3 separate regions of the Mus musculus genome follow, and all the other regions are linked to region 1. Evidence: chromatin contacts called from public HiChIP or PLAC-seq data. All regions are on one chromosome and are shown on one strand. The core of a region is the stretch at or near the end of the contact, and the rest is flanking DNA. Distances in the headings are between cores, read along the strand shown.

The links. HiChIP or PLAC-seq counts read pairs in DNA pulled down with a chosen protein or histone mark.
Region 2: an HNF4G HiChIP or PLAC-seq map of pancreatic cancer cells shows a contact between it and region 1. The contact joins two enhancer-like sites. A contact is called at or near these places in 1 of 39 promoter capture datasets (embryonic stem cells), 1 of 15 datasets of contacts at CTCF or cohesin (the NIH/3T3 cell line) and 1 of 115 datasets of contacts at active chromatin or transcription factors (pancreatic cancer cells).
Region 3: a contact with region 1 is called in a FOXA1 HiChIP or PLAC-seq map of pancreatic cancer cells. The contact joins the promoter of Krt20 here to the enhancer-like site in region 1. A contact is called at or near these places in 8 of 39 promoter capture datasets (the HPC-7 cell line, cranial neural crest, embryonic stem cells and 4 more), 1 of 115 datasets of contacts at active chromatin or transcription factors (pancreatic cancer cells) and 2 of 9 other capture datasets (liver and pancreatic islet).

The regions. Positions count from the first base shown.
Region 1 is chr11:100,072,126-100,075,548 of GRCm38.p6, forward strand. No RefSeq gene overlaps it. Among named protein-coding and RNA genes, the nearest start is that of Krt32, 14 kb to the right of the region's middle. Within about 2 kb of position 1,861, at least 9 of the 459 cell types and tissues checked have an H3K27ac peak or open chromatin away from gene starts, as enhancers often do. A contact at or near this core is called in pancreatic cancer cells, where this site is marked.
Region 2 is chr11:99,515,688-99,519,293 of GRCm38.p6, forward strand. Krt39 (keratin 39) reads right to left here. Exons shown (of 7, transcript NM_213730.3): 3 at 3,330-3,486; 4 at 2,532-2,693; 5 at 2,301-2,426; 6 at 778-998. Among named protein-coding and RNA genes, the nearest start is that of Krt39, 3.8 kb to the right of the region's middle. Within about 2 kb of position 1,319, at least 5 of the 459 cell types and tissues checked have an H3K27ac peak or open chromatin away from gene starts, as enhancers often do. A contact at or near this core is called in pancreatic cancer cells, where this site is marked.
Region 3 is chr11:99,436,840-99,440,480 of GRCm38.p6, forward strand. Krt20 (keratin 20) reads right to left here and starts at 1,314. Exons shown (of 8, transcript NM_023256.2): 1 at 848-1,314. The coding sequence starts at 1,258.

The sequences.
Region 1 (3,423 bases), core at 611-3,110:
CTGAATTCCAAGGCCAATCTCTTCTCTTCTCTTCTCTTCTCTTCTCTTCTCTTCTCTTCTCTTCTCTTCTCCTCTCCTCTCCTCTCCTCTCCTCTCCTCTCCTCTTCTCTCTTCTCTTCTATCTCTCCTCTTGTCTTCTCTTTTTCTTCTTCCTCTACTTCCTCGTCCTCTTCTTTCTTCTTTCTTCTCTCTCTCTCTCTCTCTCTCTCTCTCTCTCTCTCTCTCTCTCTCTCTCTGATTATCAGGTTTCTCCTGCCATTTGGCACTGTGGTCCCATCCTCCCTACCACTTACCTGATCATGTCTCATTGCCCCAGAGCCCAGATGCAAGGTAGATGTTCCACCTGTATGTGTTTAATACACTGGTGATAAATACAATGTGGTCAAGAAAAGACACTTGCGTGTTAAGCCAATGAATCGACATCTCACATTCTTAGCAATGTGAAAAAAGATAAATACCCAAACAGAGATGTGCTTATGAATTCACTCTTCAGAAAAGAAAGGGCAATCAATGCTAATTTATTTGGTGTGCCATTTGTGTGGTATAAATATTCCACTATAGTGAAGCCAGTAATGTGTCTCTGAGTGAGGAGTTGGAAAGAGATGCATAAAATCATCTCTTGGGAGGCAATAAGAGGTAGCTCCCACACTCACCTTGGCCCTGCTTTCCAAATGTGTGACAGTGGATTTTTTTTTAACGCATCAGTTTATTCTACAAATTCACAACGGGTAATGTATGCTATAGACCTACCCTTGAAAAAGAAGAAAGAAGTGTGGCCATGGTGCACATATAGCTTCCTCTCACCAGTCCCAAGATGCTTTCCTAGAGCCCCCAGGGCCACGCTGGACTGTGAGTCTGAAGGAATCAGGTAGGCCCCGGAAAGGGTGAAAGCAGCTTGCGCAACCCTGGCAATCATTCTCTTTCAGAGATGTGTGCTCCTCTCCTGAGCCAACCCCTGCACTTTCTGGTGCTGCCACGGACCCCAGAAAGATATGGCTCCATGTGAGACCACTAGGAATCATTAGGAGGAGGAAGCCAATATAGAGAAGGAACACAATACAAATGTAGGTCCGCTTCCGGACTTTAGTGGGAAAGACCTGTGTCTGAACTCCTGTGTAAGCAGGTTTTGTCATCCTCCAGGGAATTGTTGCCAATGCTCAGTTTTCTAGCCATTAGCAACAGCATTGCCTGGGAACTTCTTAGAAATACCCATTTTCAGGTCCCAGCCTGAACCTACTATATCAGGTCAGGACCAACAGACAGGGTTTGCACAAGTGTCCCAGGAACCTGTGACTCGTGGTAAGATGGGCTGACTTCTTAGAGCACAGGGAACAGTTGTACATACAGGGGTGAGAAACATCTGGAACAGACATAATGTCTTCTAAACCCAATGCAAACAGCTTCTAAGCATGGGAGTTGCAATAGACCAGACCCTGGTCAATGACTAGAGAGTCTGTTCCCAGTCACTTTCAGGCCAACAGCATCAGTATCCTGGCAAGTAAAGTCCAGATATCAGCTCTCTAGATGGTTCTGACTTTAGTGGAGGCTGGGAAGTGGTGACTTGGAGGTCTGAGAAAGGAGTGTGAGAAAAGACGCTGGAGTGAAGAGCAACCCTTCGGAGACAGGCATGCAGGCTCGGGCCTCCTCACAGGTTTCAGTTAAGTCACAGGATTCTCCTTTTCTCTGTGGCAAAAGAGGATTATACAATCTGCCTTTTGAGATCCTGGAGAGACTTCACATCTCACAGAGTGAGATTTGCTAATGGGATTTGCTTTGTTCATGAACAGCAAAGGGTTGCCAGGCCTCTTCAGCAATCCTGAGAACTAAACTTTCCCATTACTCATTTGTCTTTAGACAGTGCCTACTTATTTCACTGGTATAAATAGCAATACTCCAAGGGGGAATTAGTAATGTGTTTGCTTACAAGGTCTTCTCCACACCCTTGAGAAGTCTGGACTAGAGCCCAGATATTGGGGCTCAGCAAAGAACTGCCCTCCCCCTTCTGTGGGGTGGGTTCTTCTACATGAATACCAGGATTACAGGGTTGATGTGGATGCATGATTGAGGTCTGGGTGGGTAGGCCACACACCTGTGGTACATAGAGACTCATTTGGCATGTCAATCACGTGCAGGAAACAGACATTCTCAGAGTGGGAGGAAGCACATTTCACCTTAACTCTTCTTTGGTACAGACATCTGGGAAGTTATCATCAAGAATGGAGCTCCTATGCCTTGCAGGGTGAATACAGAACCCTGCATGCAAAGGGGATTAGGGGCTGGGAAGAGAAGATCTCAGAATCAAGTTCTCCCAGAACCAAGAGATAGGTTTAGGCCTAGAGGACTCCTGCACAGTCTGGGAGCCACCTCAGCCGGACTCTTGAACTGTAGAACCCCTTTTGCTGGTTCTCATTAGGTGTCCCCAGAAGCACTACACCCCCACACCCAGTGACAGGGAACCTGGGGCCCTCTATGCTCTTTACTAGTGCTATATGAGTTGTTCTCCCTAGATCCAGTCCTAGAAATTAGCAGTCCCCAAGGCCTGGTGTCCAGATAGGAAAGATTAGGCTTTTCTTTTCTGGTCCTAGAGCATTCCATTCAGAATTGCTGAACAGGCTAACTTGGGGGCTTTGTGCCATTAAAGGAGGGGGCATCCCTGTAAATGTTCCACCATTAGTACTACCACTTTCCAAGCACAGAGTTACTCCCCCAGAGACCCCTGCTGAGCCTCCATGCCAGACTCATCCTCCAACACCTGGACCAGCTCTTTGTATGGGCCTCTACCCTCTGGCACAGGGCGACACACTCTGGACCTGTGGTGGCAGAGGCAGATGAGCAGCCAGCAGCTCTCTGAACAGCAATCTTCTTTCTTTGTTCTTCTCTGGCCAGGAACTGAGATGTCAGCTTTTACTGAGAGAGTCCACAGGTTTGGGGCAAGGGTTATTCCATCAGTATCTGTCTTTGAAGTAGGTGCCAGTACTGAAGGTTGGACAACCAATGGGTAGAGTTCTGGGGTGGCTGCTTGCCCAAAGCTATCTGGAGTAGAAAAAGAGTCTTCACAGAAGAGGGACTCTTGTGACACCAAGAGCCATGATCCTAGAAAATATAGTTTGCAGATGAGTTACAAGAGCCAAATGCCCAGCCATGAGCTTATGTCCACCCACTGAGTGAACAGATGCAATACTGCAATCCCTAGCCCCAGCACTACATGGGAAACAACTCTTCAGCAGATATAGCCTCCTTGCTTATAAAAGACAGGGTACCTGCATTTGAATTTTCTGATACTGCCCCCTCTTGCTGAAGGTGTCATATTATCTTCTTAAAGATAATTCAGCTGTGTTCTTTGAGTCACCGCTAGGCTCTAGTGTCATTCCCTAAGCTGCATCAGGACATTCAGGTGGCCCAAACACAGGGGCCTCTGGTCTC
Region 2 (3,606 bases), core at 69-2,568, 560 kb before region 1:
GGTTTTTGTGGGGTTAGTTTGGCCTGAGTTGCTTCAACAAACTCATGATTAGTTGAATTCTGGATGGGTTGGCTGTCTTATTATCACTAAAAAACATACAAAGTCTTAATTTGTAAATGAAAGGATGTGGAAACCCTTGTCAGCACGCTGCTGTTGGGGTGAAGGCTCACATCTAGACAGGGTTGGGGGTTTCAGCCTGAGCACGCACTGCGTGCCTCTACTGGACCAGGGTTGTCCTTTCTTACATCAGCAAAGTCCCATGTTCAACGTAGGTCACGTTTCCCAACCTTCCTAGTGCTCTGACCCTTTAATACAGTTCCTCATGCTGTGGTGACCCCAACCATAAAGTTATTTTTGTTGCTACTTCATAATTCTGCTACTGTTACGGATCATACTGTAAACATTTAATATTTCATATGGTCTTAGGTGTCCCCTGTTGAAAGGGTTGTTTGACCTCAAAGGGGACGCGGCCCACAGGTTGAGTCCCATGTCTTAGTGAGATTCAACCTATGAGGAATTAATTTGGTATGCATCTCTTCAAACCGATTTAGTTCCACACACATCTCAAGTTAGGACTATGTTACAATTGAAGGTCTTTAGAGAATATTTGATAATCTCCATCCAGATGTCCCCCTTATTGTCAAGAAAGTCGAAGCATAGTTCTTGAATGGATGCTCTATTTCCCGTGTGTGTGTGTGTGTGTGTGTGTGTGTGTGTGTGTGTGTGTGTTTGTAACACACACATTTCTTTCATCTATGTTGCTTTAATTTTACATACCTGCCATCTAAGCTCTCAAGAAGGCTTCGGTATGTGGCTATCTCACACTCCAGCCGGGACTTGATGTCTAGCAGAACTTCATATTCCTGGCTCTGTCTTTGCAGGGCACTGCGGATATCTGCCACCTGAGCCTCCAGGTTGTGGATCAGACTCTGGATTTGGGCCAGCAGGGCTGTGTAGCGGGCCTCCGTCTCCGTCAGGATGCATTCCTGGGACTCTCTCTATGGAAGAGGAGGCATACAGACTCTAATGACTCCTTTAAACTTCCCAGAAGGTCACGGTTAAAGCCATTTTAAACGATAGCTTCTCTGTGACAGTACTAAGGGTTCTCTAAGTCCTTTATTACTTCCTAACCAAATAAATCCAAACAAAAATGTTTGCTTTCCTTTATCCCTTCTCTTTCCTATCTCTCTGGTTTATTTCTCTTTGTCTTTTTTTTTTAAAACCACTTAGTCTCTTTTCCTCTGGCTCATGAGAGAGAAAAAACCCCCACCTCACTTCACTGAAGGCTCAGGCATTAAAATCATACCAGGACACCTCATTCAGCCTGCGTTTGAGCCTTTGAAAGGAAGTGAGCAATGTTTAACTAGAATCATTTGCCTCAGTGTGTCAATTCCTTTATAAGTAAAATATGAGTGTTGAAACTGGAATGGGTCAAGTTCTTTCTTGTTCTATCATTTTGTAAGTCTACAGATAATGGCGGGGTTTTAGGTTTTAATAACCTTGGTTATTCACGGGGTTATCTCAACTTTTACAGATGAGAAAAATGAGGTTCAGGGAATTGCCCAACATCTCATGAGTAGCAGCTGATGTAACCTGGGGAGGGTTTTGCTAATGCCTGCCGCTCCGAGCAGGACATGCTTGCCGCTCCTAGCAGGACTTTTGAGTACTGTCTTATTTCTGAGTCGCAGTCTCAAGAAGCAGAGATGCTGGCAGTGGGATCCGATCCTGACTCATTCCTTTGGTGACTTTGGGAAGGTCACTCATAGCTTTGGGACCTCAGTGTCTCCATCTGTGAGTAGGGTGTGATGGCTTGTATTGTGGTTCTGGCTTGGGAAAACCACCCTGGTTCTTAGAATGTCATCAGTAAAGTTGGTGAATGGTTTTACGTCACCTCTTTCAGAATGTTGTGTCATAATCCCAATATGAGAGTTTACGATAATGCTTTGCATAAGAGAAATCTAATGCTTTCCTGGTGATTCCAAAAGTGTTTTCCATGGGTCATGGTCACTGTGACATACTCTGGGGAGGAGAGGGAAAGCACCCATAATCAAATAAGTTTTGGAATGCTGAGTCCTGCACACCTCCTTGGAGATCCATGGCACATGCCACTTTGTAGGCTAGCTTGCAGAAAGGCTAGCCTTTGTGAAATCCAACATTTCCAAGACTTACTTGACCATGAAGTTCTTTTCTAGTCACAGACCCTTTAACTAATAGACACAGTTTGGGAAATAGCGTAACACTCAGTCACCGGGGACTGTTGCCACCGGTGTAAGGTTAGGCTTGGTCATCCTGTTGGGTACCATTCTGTGCTGGGCCTGCAGCTCAATCTCGAGGGCACTTATGGTCCGTCTCAGCTCTATGATGTCCTTCTGGCAGCATTGCTGCTGCTGAGAGCTGCTCACTACTTGTTGATTCAGTTCCTCCATCTGAAACACAGAGATTCCAGGTAATTTGCAAGGAAGCATAACATATCTAAGGACTCGTAGACATATGGAGCTTATGGATTTTTTTGACTTGTTGGCTCTCCCAACCTGTGTATTGAACCATTCTTCTACGTCTTTACGGTTTGTCTCCATGATGGACTCGTACCGGCATCTCATTTCTTGTAGGATTTGATTTAGGTCAACAGAAGGGGCAGCTGTTACTTCAATGTTGATTCTGTCCCCTAGTTGGCACTGTAAGGAATTAACTTCCTGTGGAAAAGGAAAGAATGTGAAGTGGTTTAGTGAACAGATGACCATTCCCTACTGAGTTCTTGTTTCAATATTACAGAAATAATTTAGTTTAATTGTGTCTGGAATACAGTACACAACAGAGGGGCACATGACTTGTAGGTGTTATTGGGATGCCCTATGGTGACTGAAGGTGATTTCAGGTATGGGTGTGCTCGAACTTGTGGGAAAAGAAGAGGGAATGACTAACAATATTGACTGACAGTATCAAAATTCAGAAATTTTAAGACCATTTATAGAATGAAAAAATGGAGGCAGATCACAGAAGTGGGATTTTATGGAAAGACTACCTACCATCTCTAGGCTGCTCATATGAGCTCATGCCAGAATTGGCTTTTTTTTTTTCCCATTAGGATGTGGCAGAATCTGTTCCAGGATGTCTATACCAATGAATATGACAAAACTGGGACCATGGAGATTATCGTACCTAATATGGCATTAGGTGTTACATAGTAAATAACATAGTATGGGCGGTTGCAGTATGACCAGAGCTATGGCGAAGTGCCTAGTGGGAATACACTTTGCTATGTACAACTCAAAGGAACCAATGCTAATTTTCGGGGTTCAGCCTGTACTGATTCTTGGTCTCTTTCTTACTTCCTCATGGTTCGTTTTGAGGCACAGAAGTTCCTCCGTCAGAGACTGGACTCGGGCCTCCAGGTCAGCCTTGCTCAGAGTGAGTGCATCCAGGATCTGCTTCAGGCCATTGGCATCGGCTTCCACAAGCTGGCGCAGGGACAACTCAGCTTCATAGCTTTAAATGCCAGAAAGGGGAAAGAACAAGCCATTAGAATGTAGATGCACACGGTGGGCTCGGCAGAACTTCCCGCTTCTTTGTCCTCTGGGTCTCTCTCTGTGTTTCTATGGAAGACGT
Region 3 (3,641 bases), core at 64-2,563, 640 kb before region 1:
CCATTGGCTTTATAGAAAGGGGAACCCCACCTACCATGGATGACACAGGAACAGATTGTGATATGACTGTAATAAACTTAAATTGGGGGCAATAGAACATTTTATTATCACAGAGGTGCATTATAAAATGCTTGGTGATAGTGAGGAGATAATTAAATAAGACACTAAAAAATCCAGGTATCAGAACCGTGTATGGTGGCACAGTTCTTTAACCCCAGTGCTGAGGCAGTGGAGGCAGGAGGATGGTGAGGTCCAGACTAGCCTGGGATACACAGATCTTGTATCAAAGAGCAGTTCATCCATCCATCCATCCATCCATCCATCCATCCATCCATCCCCTATCACACAACTATTTATCAATCAGTATACATATCATTAATATCTGTAATCTGTATCCACCCTGAACCCTTTTGTTATTTATACCCATAGTAGGTTAATATATTTGTTATAACATTCATATAATGAAAGATGAAAAATCTCTTTAAATCAACTTGAGTCTTCAAAGTTAGTAAAGACTACTGGCAAACTCACATATAGAAACCATTGGAGGTCTTTGAAAAATAAGATTATCCACAATGAAGACCTTATATTGTAAGCCATAACAAAGATTTGAACTGCAATTTTGGATGATAAAATGATCATATTTTATATATAATTAGTTGAAGTTTTAGAAAAAATGTGAGTTAGACTCATCCTGTTTACAGATACCACATGATAAAATACATTTTTTTTTCAATTATACATTTCAACCTAATCTGCTTCATGTGTTCGAATTCACCTAGCATACATCTCTCAATCCATTAGGCAACTAAACAGTGAGGTAGAAATTACAGGCTTCATGGCTCACCTGATTTTGCAGCTCTTTAATCTGTGCGTAGTAGGAGCTATAGTCTCGGATGGTGCTCGGCGCGTTGGTTTCGTACCACTGCTTGATCTGGGCTTCAAGTCTGGAATTGGATTGCTCCAGGGAGCGCACTTTTTCTAGGTAGTTTGCCAATCTGTCGTTCAGGTTCTGCATTGCCAGTTTCCCATTGCCCCCAAACAGGTCCGATCCGTTGGAGAGATCACCCCCGTAGCTCATTACGGCTTTGGAGACAGAGATGCGAGTGCCATGGCCTCCAGCCCCACCATAGACGCTGGGTGCAGCCCCCAGACGCTGCACAGTCCCCTTCCTATACAGCGAGCCACTCATGCTGAGTGCTGGGCCTTGTGAGGAGGAACTCAGACTTCGGTGAAAACTTTGACGACTGAAATCCATCTGGGATGTAGGGAGGCAACGCCTGTAGCCTGGACTTGGAGCACAGCCTGTCTGTCTCGGGCTGCTGTGGAGATGACCTTTTATAGAGTTCAAGAGACTCCTCCTCTGCTGCCGTGTCACCTCAGGAATGACACAGTCCACCTTCCTGTCTCCCCTTCCCCCTCTTTTGTACGGCAATACGTTTCATTCCATTCCAGAAATTTCTACCAGAGGCACTTTTTAAAGGCTTTCCTGTGGGGGTGGTGGGAGTGGAGGTTTCTTTTTAATAAACAGAGATAACAAAAAGGACGAGGAAGGGGTGTCCTTTCAGGTCTTGCACCTGCCCTGGCAGGTTTTTTTTTTTTCATCCTGTATACAAATAAAGAATATTTACAATCTATATGAATAATTCAGGCATCGAACAAGACAGCTGTGGGAACATAATATAAGTCACACTGGTGAGAAAAGACAATGGCTTGTTCAAATGATTTTCTTTTAAAAAATGTTTTATGCTTCTTTAAATTTTTTTTTTACTTTTAAGTTTATCCTTGTTTAGAATTTATATTTACAGTCTATTGAAATGTCTTGAGTGAAGCTGGGTGTGTGGGTGTGCACCTGAGATTCTAGCACCCGGGAGTCAGAGGTGGGGGGGATCAGGACTAGTTTGAGGCCAGCCTGGTTGAAGTAAGGTGTTCCAGTCTAGCCCAGTGTTGTGTAACAAGACACTGTCTCAAAGTGCAGCTCCCCCCACCCCCGTTTAAGAATTGAATACGGTCAGTAGGTGAATATGTAAATGATTATCGGTGGGCGGTGGGTCAGTTGATTTTGGAGTTTTTTAAAAAAAGATATTTTAAATAGCATTTTTGGATAATTTCATCCATGCACATGTAGCGTATCTTGATAAACTCCTCTCCCACTCGCCTCTCCAGCTGCCTCCGAAGCGCCTAACACAACCCCACCCAAACTTCATACCTCTTTTTATCTTTTTCTTTTTAAAAATAACCAACTGGATCTAATTAGTGCTGCCTGTATGCTTGTGGGTGTGCGGCCTTGGACTGGGTGTGTGAGCAGCCTGTCAGAGGTCATAGATCCTCTGCCTGGCTCCCAGCAGCCTGCAACTGCCAGGAACATCTAGGTTAGCAAGGGGACCTTATTTAAAAAAAAAAACAAAAACAAAAACAAACTTGTTATAAGAATCTTGCAAATATTTTTAAATCTAGTGCTTCTTAAAAAAGAAACAGCAACATTAAATTACTGCGAAACTCCTGCTTTTAATAACTGGCATATTGCATATATTGCATACTGCTTCCTCTGTCTGAGGCCAGCTAGACACCACCAGGGGATTCTTTTTGCTTCTATCTTCCTAACGCTGGCTGTAGGAGCTGCCTCTTAGGACCCCTGATGGATCCCAGTTTCACTGTGTAGATTCCTACGCTCACAGCAAAGTGGCTCCCCGAGAGTGGAAAGAAGGTTGCAGGTGGCTACAGGACTCACATCTAACTTCCCAGAAGCTGCTGATATAAGAGGGCAATTACTCTGTGCCCCGGCCACTCGGTCTATTGATTTGTTTGAGTAGAAACATTCCTTCTAGAGGTGGAATCTGTTTCTATGCAGGAGACTTTGTTGCTTCCTCCAGGCACACGTGTGGGCCCCATCTCACCAGCGGGGACTGATGCTAAGCTCTCCCTAAGGGTGGAGCAAAGAACTTCTGCATACATCTCCTTTCATTCAGACTTCTGACTGAAAATGTGTGCACGCACGCACGCGCACACACTCACTCACAAATTCACAATCCGCTTATGTTTCTTTTCCAAATAACTCTCTTCTAAAAGAAAGTAAGAGCCTATTGTTTTTGTCTTATAAATAACATGCCTTTAAGTGATAAGTTGTGTTATATTTCATCTCAGTTATAAGTGATAAAGGAAAAGCTATACAGAAGTAGAAACTGACAGGCTAACCCCACATTAGACCCTGTATGGTGTCTGTGGACAGCATTGCTATTCATACGTAACTCAGCTCATCTTTGCCAATTTGTTAATAGATGTCACGGCTGAAATTTGTAGTTAGCAAGCTTTTAGAGACATATAGATTTTGTGTGTGTGTGTGTGTGTGTGTGTGTGTGTGTGTGTAAGTGAATGTGGTTTTTGGTGTTGAGTAATTGGGTAGGAGAGAAAGAGGTTTAAAGGCACTGGAAAACTATACCCTTAAAACTGTCCAAAATTTGAGGTGAGTCTCCACTGAGTTTCACACACTAGCATATACTGAAGATGTTTAAAAGTACCACTTGAATCCATAGTTAGTACTAAGTGTGGGTCTGAGGTGTCCTCCAAGGGCCCCTGCATTGAAGGCTGGGTCCCTGGTCTGAGGTGCTACTGGGAGATGGTGGAACCTTTAGAAGGTGGGA